Linked DNA regions of Mus musculus: region 2 is linked to region 1. Evidence: chromatin contacts called from public Hi-C data. All regions are on one chromosome and are shown on one strand. The core of a region is the stretch at or near the end of the contact, and the rest is flanking DNA. Distances in the headings are between cores, read along the strand shown.

Region 1 (6,904 bases), core at 2,319-4,818:
GTTTTTATTGATTCTTTATTTCACAACATGCACACCAGTCTTGCTCGTCTCCTCCATTCCCTCATATCTGCCCTTTAGCCTTGCAAATCCTACCCAAAATAACACACAGGATCTGTTCTCCTGAGTGCTGCCACCGGTGAAAGATGGGGCAAGTTCCCCAGAGTGTCACATCCAGTGGTGGGTGCGGGTTGGGGTGGGAGTTTTGCACAGCCTCTAGACATCCATGTGTTCCCTGGCAGCTGCCCCTACCAGGAACAGCCCCCACGTTCTCTAGTTGTTAATATGAGACACAGACACAGACACCCCGACCCCTGCTGCTATATAGCCATGGACTCAGACATGACCCTCAGAGGCAGCTCGAGCTGGGACCTCACTGTGGTCTCAGGTGACAGGGCTGGCCAATCACAACAGGCTACTCCTCTCCATCCTCGAGTGTCCAGTTCCATCTCCCTTCATAGCCCAAGCTGCTCCACTTCTCTCTCTCTTGTCTGACCACCACATGCTGGCACAGTGTGATGGTTCCCGCTGTGGGGCAGCAAGTGGCGTCCATGGCCCTCCTTTGCTGAGCGCGGCAGGGCGGGTCCATGGGTGGCATGGAGGACCACAGGTTTCTGTCTGTCTTTCTCCTCCTACGCTGGGCTGCCTGGGTTGGATTGGATTAGATTGGATTTTATGAGTCCTAGGCATAAGACAGCTTTGCCCACCAAACCGGGCATCAAGCTAGGATGAACAAAGGACTGCCATCAGCTCTGCCCCTGACTGATAGAAGAACATAACCAAAGGTGTCTTTTTGCCCATCGCCAGGGGGTGACAGTGCAGATTTTAACTGTATTTTAACTTAAAACACTGATTGAACATTTTAAACATTAAACTATTAATTATTATTTGAACCCAGGCACAGAAACTCAAACTTTTTTTTTAGATATATTTACTTTATTATCTTATGTGTATATGTGTTTTGCCTATACGTGCATATATATATATGCACGCTACATATGCACTCAGCTCTGCAGAGATGGGAGGAGGGTGTCGGAGTTCCTGGAACTGGAGTTCCAGATGAGGTGTTTGCACTGGGGTGTTTGCACGTCCTTAAAAGCTGAGCCAACTCTCCAGCCCAGTGTGCCACCACATCTGGCTGTTGTTTTAATACAAATAGAAATCAGATATTTTAAAAAGCTTAGAAAGAAACTTGTGTCTATGTGTCTTATATTTTTTAACCAATTCTTAATCTTAGACTAATTAGAATGTTTATCCTTTATTCCCTGTTATAGCTTCTTATAGATATGTTAGTAAGAAGGAGGTGGCTTAGCTCTGGGCCTTTAGAGTTGATGACTAACTTCTTGTGCTGTCTGTCTCCTGTGGTGTATGGGATGTTGACATATAGGTAATAGTGGTCCTGATTGCCTTTATCACTTGTCCATAAGTTTCCATTTTTTATTTTTAGAGTTTCATTTCTATCTGTTTTGTTGGCAAAATCAAGAAATGAAATCTATGGGTTGCTGAGAGCAAAAATCCCCCCTCTACCAAACTGGGCTTCATCTAGAGGGAAACCGTTTCCCTTGGTTCAGAGAGTGACGTCATCCTATGCTGTGAGTTTTCTAACTGGAAATGCACTAAAGCTAGTTTACATTTGCCAAAATCTGAACTACTGCAATTAATTTTTTTCTTTCTCTCTTTCTCTCTTGTTCTTCTTATTCTTCCTCTTCTTCCTCCTCCTCCTCTTCTTCTTCTTCTTCTTCTTCTTCTTCTTCTTCTTCTTCTTCTTCTTCTTCTTCTTCTTCTTCTTCTTCTTCTGGTGGGGGAAGGACTGGTGTTAGAACTTAGATGTACTAGGCAGGCTCTCTACCACTGAACTATGTCACCAACAATACTATTAATTTTATTTACTAATTTTTTACTCTGTTGGGGATGCAATTAATTTTAGAAAGAAAACTCTGTAGAAGGAATTTAAAACTAAAATGTAAAATTTGGAATAAGAGTTTAATAAGTACCTATGAATAGTTTTAGAAACAAATTCCCTTAGCTTTTTAAAAATTTAACTTTTTAAGTTTTCATATAAGTCTATTTTATATGTTTCATATTCCACAGTTTTTTTTTCTTAAGATTTATTTTATTTTCATTTGTGTGCGTGTGTGCACATGGGTGTCTGAGAAGGCCAGAAGAGGGTGTCAGCTGCCCTGGAGCTTGAGTTACGGTGATTGTAACCTGCCAGACACTTGTGATGGGAACTAAACCCTGGTCCTCTGTAAGAGTCATAGACCTCCTAACCTCTGACCTCCTAACCTCTGACCTCCTAACCTCTGACCTCCTAACCTCTGACCTCCTAACCTCTGAGCCACTCCTCCATTCCCTTCTCTCTAGTTTTTATTGTAGAATTTCCAAACACCCAGGCAGACTATGCAACAAAGACCACTGAACCACCGTGTAGATCAAACAATTATTAATTTCTGTGATATATATTTTAGTATTTATTCAGCTCTTTCTGAAACTGTTCATCATGCATTTCTTAAGGACAAAGCCATTCTTCCACACAATCAGTTTTCTGAAACCATGAGAGAATTCACGACACTTCCTAAACTTCTTATAAAACTCTGTTTATGGGCTGGAGTGTTGGCTCAGCCATTAAGCGCACTGGCTGCTCTTTCAGAGGACACAGGTTCAATTCCCAGCACCCTCATAGCGGCTCACAACTCTCTAATTCTCTAACATGCTATCTATAACCTTCTTATAGTCTCTGAGGGCACTATATACACACACAGTGCACAGACACACATACAGGCAAAAAACCCTATACATAAATTAAAATAAAATATATAAAATCTCAAAAAAAAAACCCTTTTAAGACTGCATTTGCATTTCTAGTACAACAAGCCACATTTGGTGACACTGAGTCCCTTTAGATTCATGTCACCTAGAAATACCTTTTATTTTATTTATTTTTAAAAAAGAAAATTGACAATGCTGGAGATTAAGCCAAGGCATAACACTTGATAGTCAAGTGTGCTACCACTCTAAAATAGTCATAGCCTTAATATGTAATCTTTAAAAAATATTTAATGTGTGTGTGTGTGTGTGTGTGTGTGTGTGCACCTGAGTGCATGATGCGTACCGCATATGTGTGGTGGCCTGAGGAGGTCAGAAAAGGGCATCAAATTCCCTGCACTTAAAGATGTAGATGTGGGGACTAGGAATTAAACACACACACACACACACACACACACACACACACACACACACACACACACACACACGAGCATGTGGTCCATTCCTCTAACTCTGGCACTCAGAGGGTAGGTGATTGTATGTCTCTGTAGGTGTGTATCTCTTCTAAAGGAGGCCTGCCAGTGGCCCTTTAAACTGTGTTGGCATCTTGGATTTATCTGATTTACCTTTGCAGTGTTTAGTTTCGTGACTGCCAGTTCCCAGCAGCATGTGAGGTTTTTCAGAAGTGGCCGTGGTTTGAACCCACAGTCTTTTGGTTTGAACAAATCTTTCATGGCTCAGGAAGACTTGTGACCATACACTGTCAGATCGGGGAACCTCCTCCCACACAGTAGGAAGCCAAGACCCTGAAAGGGTAAGTGTCATGGTTTCCTGTTGTTGCTGTAGTGTGTTACCACAGACCCTGAGACCCAGACCTCACATGACCCGGAAGCATCATTTCACGTATCTGGAGATCTGCTTGATTACATCATAGTGCCGGCAGACTGGAGGCCGGCAAACCAGCCTCGTTCCTGGCTTCCGCTTTCCTTGCTCTATGGCCACTTTCACCTTCAAAGTCTCTCTAATTCTGGCTTTGGCTTCCCTGCCTCCCTCTTTTACGTGAAAGGACTCTGGAGATAACATTGGGCCCACCCAAAGAACCTAGGACACACTTCTGATCTCAGGGTTGTCTGATTAACAACCTAAATTCCACATGCAACCTCATTACTGGCCATTAACATAACAGGCTTTGCGGGCCAGGACATGGACACTATTGGGAGCCATTTTGCAGGCCACTCAGTAATTAGGAGCTCCTTACTAGGACTTTAACACGGCGGTTCTCTCAACCTTTGGGGGTCCACTGACCTGTCGCCTCAGCTCATCAGAAAACACAGGAATTTAGTTACATTACAATTTACAACAGGGGCAAAACTGCAGTTATGACGTAGCAATGAAAATAATGTTGTGATTGGGAGTCAGCACAGCATGACAGACTGTATCAAAGGGTCACAGCGTTAGGAAGGGTGAGATTCTTTAGCACACGGTACTCTCAGGTGCTTGTTTTATACTGGAATTCAGCAAAGGGTGGGAAGAGCTGAGCTCTATCCAAGGCTTAGTGAAAGAGGCATTGCAAGGATCATATGGTAACTTTAAATTTGGACATCCAGGGGGAGACATCTGAAGGACAGCAGTAATCTGTTCACCTAAAGACAGTGGATTTTAAAATATATTTATGTTTATTTCATGTGTGTGAGTATTTGCCTGCATGTATGCCTGTGAATCATGTGGGGGGGGGGGGCATAGAGGCTGGAAGAGGCAGTCAGGTCCTCTGGAAGTGGAGTTACAGATGGTTTTGAGCCACCGTGTGAATGCTGGGAACTGAACGAGGGTCTTCGGGAAGAGCAGCTATCTTTCCAGTCCATTTTTTTGAGACAGGGCTTTACCCTGTAGCCCCTACTGGTCTCGAACTTACATCATCCCCTTTCAGCCCTCTTAGTGCGGGGATTATTGTCCTCTGGGCTGCCATTTATCCCAAAGCTTCCCCTGTGACATATCCTGTTTGCAATGTAGGTTCGATGTAAACACCTCATGTCTTCTTGTTTCAAAGGTTCATGATAGAGCTTTTGTTTTTCCTTCCTCTTTTGCTGTCCCAGAGTTCAACCTGAGCTCTTGCACAAGGTAAGAGGGCATGTTTCCCACTGGACTCACACCTCCAGGGAAGGCACACCTCTAACTGAACTCACACCTCCAGGGAAAGCACACCTCCAACTGGATTCACACCTCCAGGGAGGGCACACCTCCAACTGGACTCACACTTCCAGGGAAGGCACACCTCCAACTGGACTCACACCTCCAGGGAAGGCACACCTCCAACTGGACTCACACTTCCAGGGAAGGCACACCTCCAACTGGACTCACACCTCCGGGGAAGGCACCCCTCCAACTGGACTCACACTTCCAGGGAAGGCACACCTCTAACTGAACTCACACCTCCAGGGAAAGCACACCTCCAACTGGATTCACACCTCCAGGGAGGGCACACCTCCAACTGGACTCACACTTCCAGGGAAGGCACACCTCCAACTGGATTCACACCTCCAGGGAAGGCACCCCTCCAACTGGACTCACACTTCCAGGAAGGTACCCCTCCAACTGGACTCACACTTCCAGGGAAGGCACACCTCCAACTGGACTCACACCTCCGGGGAAGGCACCCCTCCAACTGGACTCACACTTCCAGGGAAGGCACACCTCCAACTGGATTCACACCTCCAGGAAGGCACCCCTCCAACTGGACTCACACTTCCAGGAAGGTACCCCTCCAACTGGACTCACACCTTCAGGGAAGGCACACCTCCAACTGGACTCACACCTCCGGGGAAGGCACCCCTCCAACTGGACTCACACCTCCAGGAAGGCACCCCTCCAACTGGACTCACACCTCCAGGGAGGGCACACCTCCAACTGGACTCACACTTCCAGGGAAGGCACACCTCCAACTGGACTCACACCTCCAGGGAAGGCACACCTCCAACTGGACTCATACCTCCAGTTCCTACTCCATCCTTTCAATCTGTTAGATGTTTTTTATAATGAATACAAAGTGATGCAGCTGTGTGTGGAAATGTGGATCCATCCACTGCAGCATGGGCAATCTACCAGTGTCCACATGCCCTAAGAAAAAGGATTCTCACTCCCCCAGCAGGCACCAACTATCAATTGCTCCTTAGTTACAGATGAGGTTTTGAGGTCCTTATCCATGCTGGAATCTTGGCTGGCTTTATTTGATTTTGTACAGGTCTTATGCAGTTAATCACAGCTTCTGTGAGTCCATTAGTTATCTTTTTAAACACACACACACACACACACACACACACACACACACACACACGGAGGTAGGGAGGGAAAGAAGGTGTGAAAAGCATGCAAATACAGTACTCAGGCATGACAGTTATCTTAGAGTTTCTATTACTGCAACAAAACACCTTGAGCAACTTGGGGAGGAAAGGGTTTGTTCAGATTACACTTCTACATTGCTGTTCACCAGCAACAGAAATCAGAACAGAAATTCAAGCAAGGCAGGAACCTGGAGCCAAGAGCTGATGCAAAGGACATGGAGGGAGCTGCTTATTGGTGTGCTTCTCATGGCTTGCTCCCCTGCTTTCTTATAGGATCCAAGTCTAGCAGTCCAGGCCTGGCACCACCCACAATGGGCTAGGGCATCCCCCATCAAGTACTAGTTAAGAAAATGCCCTCCATCTTGCCTACAACTGGATCTTAAGGGGACATTTTCTCAACTGAGGCTCTCTCCTCCCTATAGCTTGTGTCAGGTTGACATAAAACTAGCTAGCATGGCATTCTCAAGAGAGGAAGAGGAGGGAGAGGGCATGGTGCTGGGAGGGAAACATATTGGTGGGAATCCAGGGATAGTTAATGGGGGATAGGGTGAATATGTTCCCATTATATCACACATGTATGATAGTCTCAAAGAATTCAAAGCAAACTATTATTCAATCTTTTCTCTCTGGTCAACTTCTATGGAAGCTCCATGAACTCTTTTATGGATGTCAGGGGTCTCATCTTGGAGTTTCAATGTATTAGGGGCTTGGTGATAGATAGAGGGACAGCCTCAAGGAAACTTTGCCAAGTTGGACTCAACTCCAACAAATAGCAGTAGAGATTCTAAACCATTGGGTGTGGT
Region 2 (6,904 bases), core at 1,404-3,903, 150 kb after region 1:
GAAGCCCTGTAGCCACGACTGAATCAAGTCACGCTCAAGGAGAGCAACCCTCCATGCTGTGTCTGGGTTTGCCTGTTTTATCCTGTGGTTTATCCTGTGGATTTAGAAATGGTTCATTCTAGGAGGATTATTTCTCAAAAGGTGTCAGTCTGCCTTTTCCAAGTTCGTGAAGAATTCATTCGAGTCCAGCAACATTATGCCTCAGAATGAATCTACACTAGAGAAATACAAATACATCCACACAGAGGCTGACACTTGCATAGCAGCTCAGTTTGTCACAGCTTCAAACTGGAAACAACCCAGTATCTTTCAGTGATTGACAGTATAATGGAATTCATCAATTAAAAAAAATAAAACTTCCAAATTTTTGATACACTCAACTTATATGAAACACAAAAGGCATTTTGCTGAATAAAAGAAGTTCATCTTAAAGATTAAAGTTCAGCTCCATTTATACGCTATTCTCAGAATGACAGAACCCTAAGAGATAAAGCAAGAGACCCAGATTACTACGGGTGGAAAAAAATCTTAGACTAAAAGGAGAAAATAGAAGGAGTGGCTACATTGTCCATTGTTATAATCTGTCTGTGTTGCTTTGTTCACCTAGCCCTATCTTATCTCAAAAAATTCTCACTGATCTCCAAGAAACAAGCTGTCAAAGTACAAAGGGCTTTCAGCTCCCCACTCTCAGACCCCACATTCCCTCCAAATGGACTTTCTAGAAGTGACTCTCTTCTGCCTTCATTTCCAGTCTGTTCAAATATCCACCCTCAATGTTTCTTTGCTCAGTCATGGTCTCATCTGAGCAGCCGACAATCTAAACACAGCACTGACCACATACCGATCACTGACAGTTCTGTTAATGTCTGTTGGAGGATAATTGATCCTGTGGGTGGCTTTTTTTGTATAAAACAATCATACGAGCCCATGTCCTTGATCTGAACATTGTGAAGTCGTAGAGTCCAGTTGTTCCTGTCAAAGCTCGTGCGGCCCAGGTACTTGGCATTCACACTATCAAGTTTCTCTGTGCCCAAATAGTGCTCGTACAGAACCAACTTTTGCTGGTCCTGCCAAAATACTACCAGCTCACTCAGGCTTATGTTTTGAGCCTTTGTAAATGGGCACGGCAGATATGCAGTCCCATTGAAATAAGCTTGCGTCTCCACGGAAACAGCATCTAAAATAGAAAAACTGAGAATTAGGAAAGAGGAGACAAGAAGAGGAAGATCCCTTGCTCTGAAACAGCACCCAGCTTCCAGCTTGTCAGGCAGTGATAGTACTGGAGAGGTGGGTGCTAGGATCTGGAACCAGGCATCCATGCTGGACGTCTGAAGCTCAGGCTTTCGTTTTGCTCCACTTGGTTCACATGTGCAGGCTGCAAACTTTGTGAATCTGTTTTCTCACCAGATTAAGGAAGTGGTCTGTAGTAATGTTCTAGGATTCTCTCTGTGCTTCTGCGAATTTCAAAACCAGAGCATTGACTACCATCATCATAATTGCTACAGGCCTCCACAACTGCTATGCCATCTGCCTAAACCCTGCCTGCCCCATGCAATCCCTTTATACTTTGGTCTGCTATGTTTTTGGTTTTTTTGGGTTTTTTTGTTTTTTGTTTTTTGTTTTTTTAAAGATTGTTGATGATGGATGGTTCCTCACTTGCTACCACCTTTTATTAGTCTCCATTATTTGGGAGCCCTACTGAGTCACTTCTTTGACATTCAACTAGTTCCTGCCCCCACAGCCTCCACTCCCAGAGCCAGAGAAAAAGGGGGTTTGAAGTGACTCAAGTGTCAAGCAATGTCTCTATTCTCAGTGACCTCTCTAGAATCTTTCAGGGACCAGAAAGGAAGCTGGGCAAATGTAATGGCTCTTGGGAGATGATAGAGGTCAGGATATTTAAGGAAGATGAGCAAGCTGCTGGGAGAGAACTGTATGTGGGAAGGTGAGGATGAGCCTTGTCATACTGCAGAAACCCTGAAGAAACCAATGGCTACTCCTGGGCTGCAGTGCCCTGGAAACTTTTAGAACCCAAAGGGAGCAATGATGGAAAAGTTCAGAGAGAGGACGCACTGGCATAAGCCAGCTTATGGGACTTTTTCTAGGCCACAGAATTGCTGGAGACTCAGCAAAGAAAATAAATAGAGGGAGATGAGAGGCGAGAGGTGAAAGGTGAAAGGTGAAAGGTGAGGTGGGTGTGCCTTTTAAAGGCTCATATGAAGCTGGAGGCTGCAATGGGGAGAAGAATGGAGGAGAGTCTTCATAAAAACAGCTCGTCCTTCGGGACTTCAGGAAGGGAGGGAAGGGAGGGCCAGTGATGGGTGAGGGAGATGAGGAGTCCCACTCACAGTGGTGGTGAGTCAGAAGTTAAACTGACCTGACCAATTAGCCTCCCTTTAAACAGGAAATAGTATAGGCAGGTACGATGGCATGGACTTGGCAAAGCAGAACACCCCATGAGAACCTACAATCAAGGGGTCTCAGAGGATACTCCAGACATCCGTGAAGGACACATGCATGTCTGCATCAGAGGGAAGAGGGAGATCACTGAGTTCCCACAATACCAAAAAATTGACCTAAGAAAAATTTATTGTATTTGGCTTTTTGTTCCACCTCTGCTAATCTCTTAAGTGAGAGGCAAGAGTGCCACCTACTGTAAATGTTCGAAGTTTGGTGAGGACTGGTGGACTGTGCGGAGGGCAGGACATATTCTGGTTTGGCTCTAACTTATTGTGATTCTGGGCAAATGATTTCTGATGGAGAAACCAAGCAGGCAGCTGAAGCAAAGCACTGGCCAGCTATTGGTTGGTGTGTTCTTATATTGCCCAGTTTTTAGTTGCACTTCCTGGGTCTAGAAGTGAACTCACTCTGAGATTCTTACATCCGCTCAACACACAGACTCTTTTTCTTCTGTGGAGACCCAGAGTACCCAATCTCCTTTCCATTCACTCCCTCTCCAACTTCTCTGACCCAGTCCCCCTCTCCCACAAAGTAACAGGGACTTCATCTTCCCTCAGTTCCCTCTTTACCTACCAATAAAAAGTAGACCAAAGCCTTTGGCCTCACCTGAGGGCTGGTCAGAAACACAGACTCTCTGGTTCCACACAAGATCTGAATCAGAACCTGCATTTTACCATGAACTTCTATTTGGGAAGCTGAGGGGATCAGAGCTGATAACCAGCCACATACACTTCTACCTCTCCAGTCCCCTTCTCCTCCCCACGGGGCGAGAAACTACTCTGTAGCCATTCTGAATGGAACTGAAAGTATTTCACATTCCACATGCTTGGTTTGTCATCAGACCCTGATTGTCTTGATTGTACTCTGAACCAAGCAGACATATCTTAGCTGTGACCATATCGGGAAGATTTGACTCAAGGTCTGTTCTTTCCCAGTGCCTTCAGGCCTCCACTGTTATGGTCCCCAGAACTTGGGGCCTCAAAGCAAGTGAACTCCCTAGAATTCCATTGGTGGAAAGCACTGAGAAATCCTCCCTCTTCTAACATGTGGGTTAAAGAAATGCTTTAGACTTAGCTATGACTGATTGTTATGATGCAGCCAGGAGCCAAGGACACAAGAATTCAGCCACATATCTCCCCACTCAGGAACCAGTGATCAAGAATACTGAAGGACCTCTGCAGACAGAAACCCCTGGAGTGTCCCACTTTGTGAGTCTATGACCTCACCAGAATATCAGTCTTCCCTGGTCGGTTACCCCAAACTCATCATCTCTTCTGCATTTTCTTTGCTTGTTACACTCCAAGGTTCTTGTTCTTTCTGTAAACTTCGCCCAAAGCCTTTCTAGGCCCGCTGAAAGTCCCGTTCCATTGTACTAGATCCCACTATAGCTGATCCTCTTCAATAAATATTACCCTCTATGTCCTTTCCATGGAATCTAGTTCTACCCAAAGGACTCCATGTGGCCCACAAGACACTCCTGGCTTCCTCAGCAAGGGCTTTGAGGAGCACCTCTCCACTCAGAGGTGTCTCCTATCTCATGGTTATGAAGTACTAACTATTGGTCACTGTGTCCTCATTCAAGGAGGATTTCGGCATTATATTCAAGGCTCTTCTCTCTAACCAATACTCAACATAACCACCAAGATAATGTAACAGTTTATTCATCAATAACAAGTCTGCCAACAACCTTGTGTCAAAGTTCCTTACTTTATCTACCACAGAGACCTTCACCCACAGACCTGCTCAGCAACCCTCCATTTCCCATGGCACAATCCTGAGCAGTGTCCCAGAGGGCTTAATACCTCAGATCTGACCCCCAGTGTTTACTCTCATTTTCTTCATAGCTGTTCTTCAACTTTGTTGAGATGTTAGCTCTCTTAGACCCCAGTCTTTGATTTCACAGTATTATTCCTCCGAAAGAATACTTTGAGAGGAGAGAATTCTTCTCTGGTTTTGCACAATGTGAATCCTCAACAAGTAGTAACTGTGACCAAGAAACTGGATCATTTTTTACAGTGCTGGAGAGGGAAATTGAATTTTTTTTCATCTTGTTTAATCTTAATTAATTAAAACTTAATGAGTCACATATGGATAGTGGCTATTATACTGGACAGCACACACACACACACACACACACACACACACAAAATAAATCCATAATACAGCTTTTTAACCATTTCTCACCAGTAAAAAGCCACTAAATATATCTCTTGGCCCTGGTAGAAGTTATGCTAAAGAAACTTTTTTCGAATCTACAGATCTGATCTTACAGCTGGGTGGGTAAGTACCCTTACAGGAAATAATCTCACTGAACAGATAGGTAACATTTGAAATTTGTGATAGTCTACTTCTCTAAACACAGCCTCCAGGCTCATCATCCTGTCTCAACAGGTCCCCTCTGCCCTTGCTTTTCTTTTCTGTTCGATTCCCTAGTGAGCAGAGACAGCTTTCTCCCCCTACACGGCTCACTCCTGTCTCTCCTGAAGCTTTTCTGACAAAAGGTGTTACCAGTTTTCATCAAGAAAGCTCTGTGCTCTTTTGGACCTCACCCCATCTGGCCATTGTACCAAAAGTAACATGGCTTTAAACTCCAGTTTACTTGGAATTAACTTCCTCAGTCTGACTTCCTGGTCCATGTGTCTGTTTACTCTGGGATTTATTCTGTATGCCCACTGATTGAACTCTCAGGGATAAGCTACAAGGTGCGTATCTCCAGTCCATAGCCATTAGTCAAGTCCCAGGCACCATATCCGATGGCTTGTTGGATGTTTTCAAGTAGATAGCAAGAGATACACTCTATTTCCTCTTAAATCTGAAAAGGCCCCAAGACAGCAGCTGAACTAATGGCTCTTTGAGTAGATTAAGTTTGAATTGTTAGTTTACCCCAGGTACTTGATTTAGTGTTGGTAGACAATGACAAGAGATAGAGCTAAAAGGAGACCCATGAATGCTATTTTCATGTACCACCCAAGCCAGAACCTACAGAATCTGGGGGAAGAGAGTCCGCCTCTCCACAACACAAGAATCTGAAGCTGTTTAATGTACGTCTTTAAGTGAAGGAAGACTCTCCCACTCCAGGGTTATTGTTGACCAGTGGTGTTGGTCAGGCGAAATAAGAACCCTAAAACCTGGAGATTCAGACAAGAAGAGAACAACTGCCAGATGTCCAACTGGACTAAGCATGGTGGATGCACCTATGGTCATAGCTACTCTAAGGCCAGTCTGGAGCATTCCCAGAGTGAAGGGCCCATGAGATGGCCTAGAAGGTTGTTGTGCAAGCCTGATAAGCCGAGTTTAACCCTCAGGACCCACTTAAAGGTGGAAGAAGAGAACAGACCCCACAGGGTTGTCCTTTGCCAGCCACACTGGTAGCAATTGATCAGGGGCATAACAATGGTATCTAATTTCCAGGCAAAGCATGTGGGAGGTGTAGGGGGCAGGGCAAAACTATTTTGCTCTATGTCTTATGTGTTATCTTAAGTTATCAGCCTTGTAATTCCCCCCCTCCCCCCGTGGATTATTAGTGCCAACTGTGTCTCCTTTCTCTCTTTGGATGCCTGCCCTGGGGTAGGTCTCTACTCCATAGCTCAAGAAGAGGCAGATTCAAATTAGATATATTTTCCATGTTAAAAAAAAGGTGGCTTTTAATTTAATAATACACTCTAAGGCCATTTAGTGTTGTTCATAAGCGCACCTGTGTGGGTCATCTACTAGGCATAGGTACCAATGTCCCCACCCCAAGAAAAGAATTTCTCCCTGTGGTTATCTTGTGCAGATAACCACAGCTTCTGAGAATTTGCATGTGAAACAGCTATGTCCTGCCCAGTGGCCAGTGGTCACAGAACTCCTCCCCATCCTCTGGCTCTTAAATTCTTTCTTCCCCTCTTGTCTCCAGTAATGTTTGCTGAGCCTCTGGGATTAGGGTTGTGGACATAGCAGTTCCATGTATGTGTGTTCAAAGTTGAGAGGCAGATGGGGGGTGGGTTTTTTTTGTGTGGGAATGAGAGGTTGGAGGGGGAAAAATGGGATGGATATAACCAAGATATATTTGTATGCATGTTTGAAACTAAAAAATAAGCTAAAGAAGCATATTTATCAATGATTATACATGATTAAGAGTAAAAAAAAAAATGAAAGGTTAGAAATAGATGCTGACTGTTTTATCATTGCGTTTATTGATGAGTGAAGTATTGGCAGCTTCATTTTCTGGCGGTTGAAGCAGATTGCCTGCCATCTTTATATCTGTTCGTCCCAAGCTATATCCTCTTCCCATACATCCCCTTGCTACAATGAAACCTACTCAGTTTTCACTCAAGATATTTTTTTCTTATGGTTTCAATATCATCGACCCCCTTTTCCGGAGCTAGGAGTTTCCACATGGTTTCAGAGCAGGTCAAAAGAGAAGTGGCACCTGTCCTTGGTTTTGATGGGTTTCTCAGCTCTATCT

What was found. A called contact is a pair of places that touch in the nucleus more often than the background predicts.
Region 2: a Hi-C map of regulatory T cells shows a contact between it and region 1, with 5 times the contacts expected there. The contact joins two enhancer-like sites. A contact is called at or near these places in 3 of 39 promoter capture datasets (hippocampal neurons and liver), 5 of 15 datasets of contacts at CTCF or cohesin (embryonic stem cells, hippocampal excitatory neurons, pro-B cells and 1 more), 97 of 484 Hi-C or Micro-C datasets (the AML12 cell line, B cells, the Ba/F3 cell line and 46 more), 13 of 115 datasets of contacts at active chromatin or transcription factors (CD8 T cells, Th17 cells, a beta-TC-6 cell line and 8 more) and 1 of 9 other capture datasets (embryonic stem cells).

The regions. Positions count from the first base shown.
Region 1 is chr16:36,473,488-36,480,391 of GRCm38.p6, forward strand. No RefSeq gene overlaps it. Among named protein-coding and RNA genes, the nearest start is that of Stfa3, 22 kb to the left of the region's middle. Within about 2 kb of position 3,569, at least 82 of the 459 cell types and tissues checked have an H3K27ac peak or open chromatin away from gene starts, as enhancers often do. A contact at or near this core is called in regulatory T cells, where this site is marked.
Region 2 is chr16:36,619,863-36,626,766 of GRCm38.p6, forward strand. Cd86 (CD86 antigen) reads right to left here. Exons shown (of 8, transcript NM_019388.3): 3 at 842-1,177. Among named protein-coding and RNA genes, the nearest start is that of Cd86, 43 kb to the right of the region's middle. Within about 2 kb of position 2,654, at least 4 of the 459 cell types and tissues checked have an H3K27ac peak or open chromatin away from gene starts, as enhancers often do. A contact at or near this core is called in regulatory T cells, where this site is marked.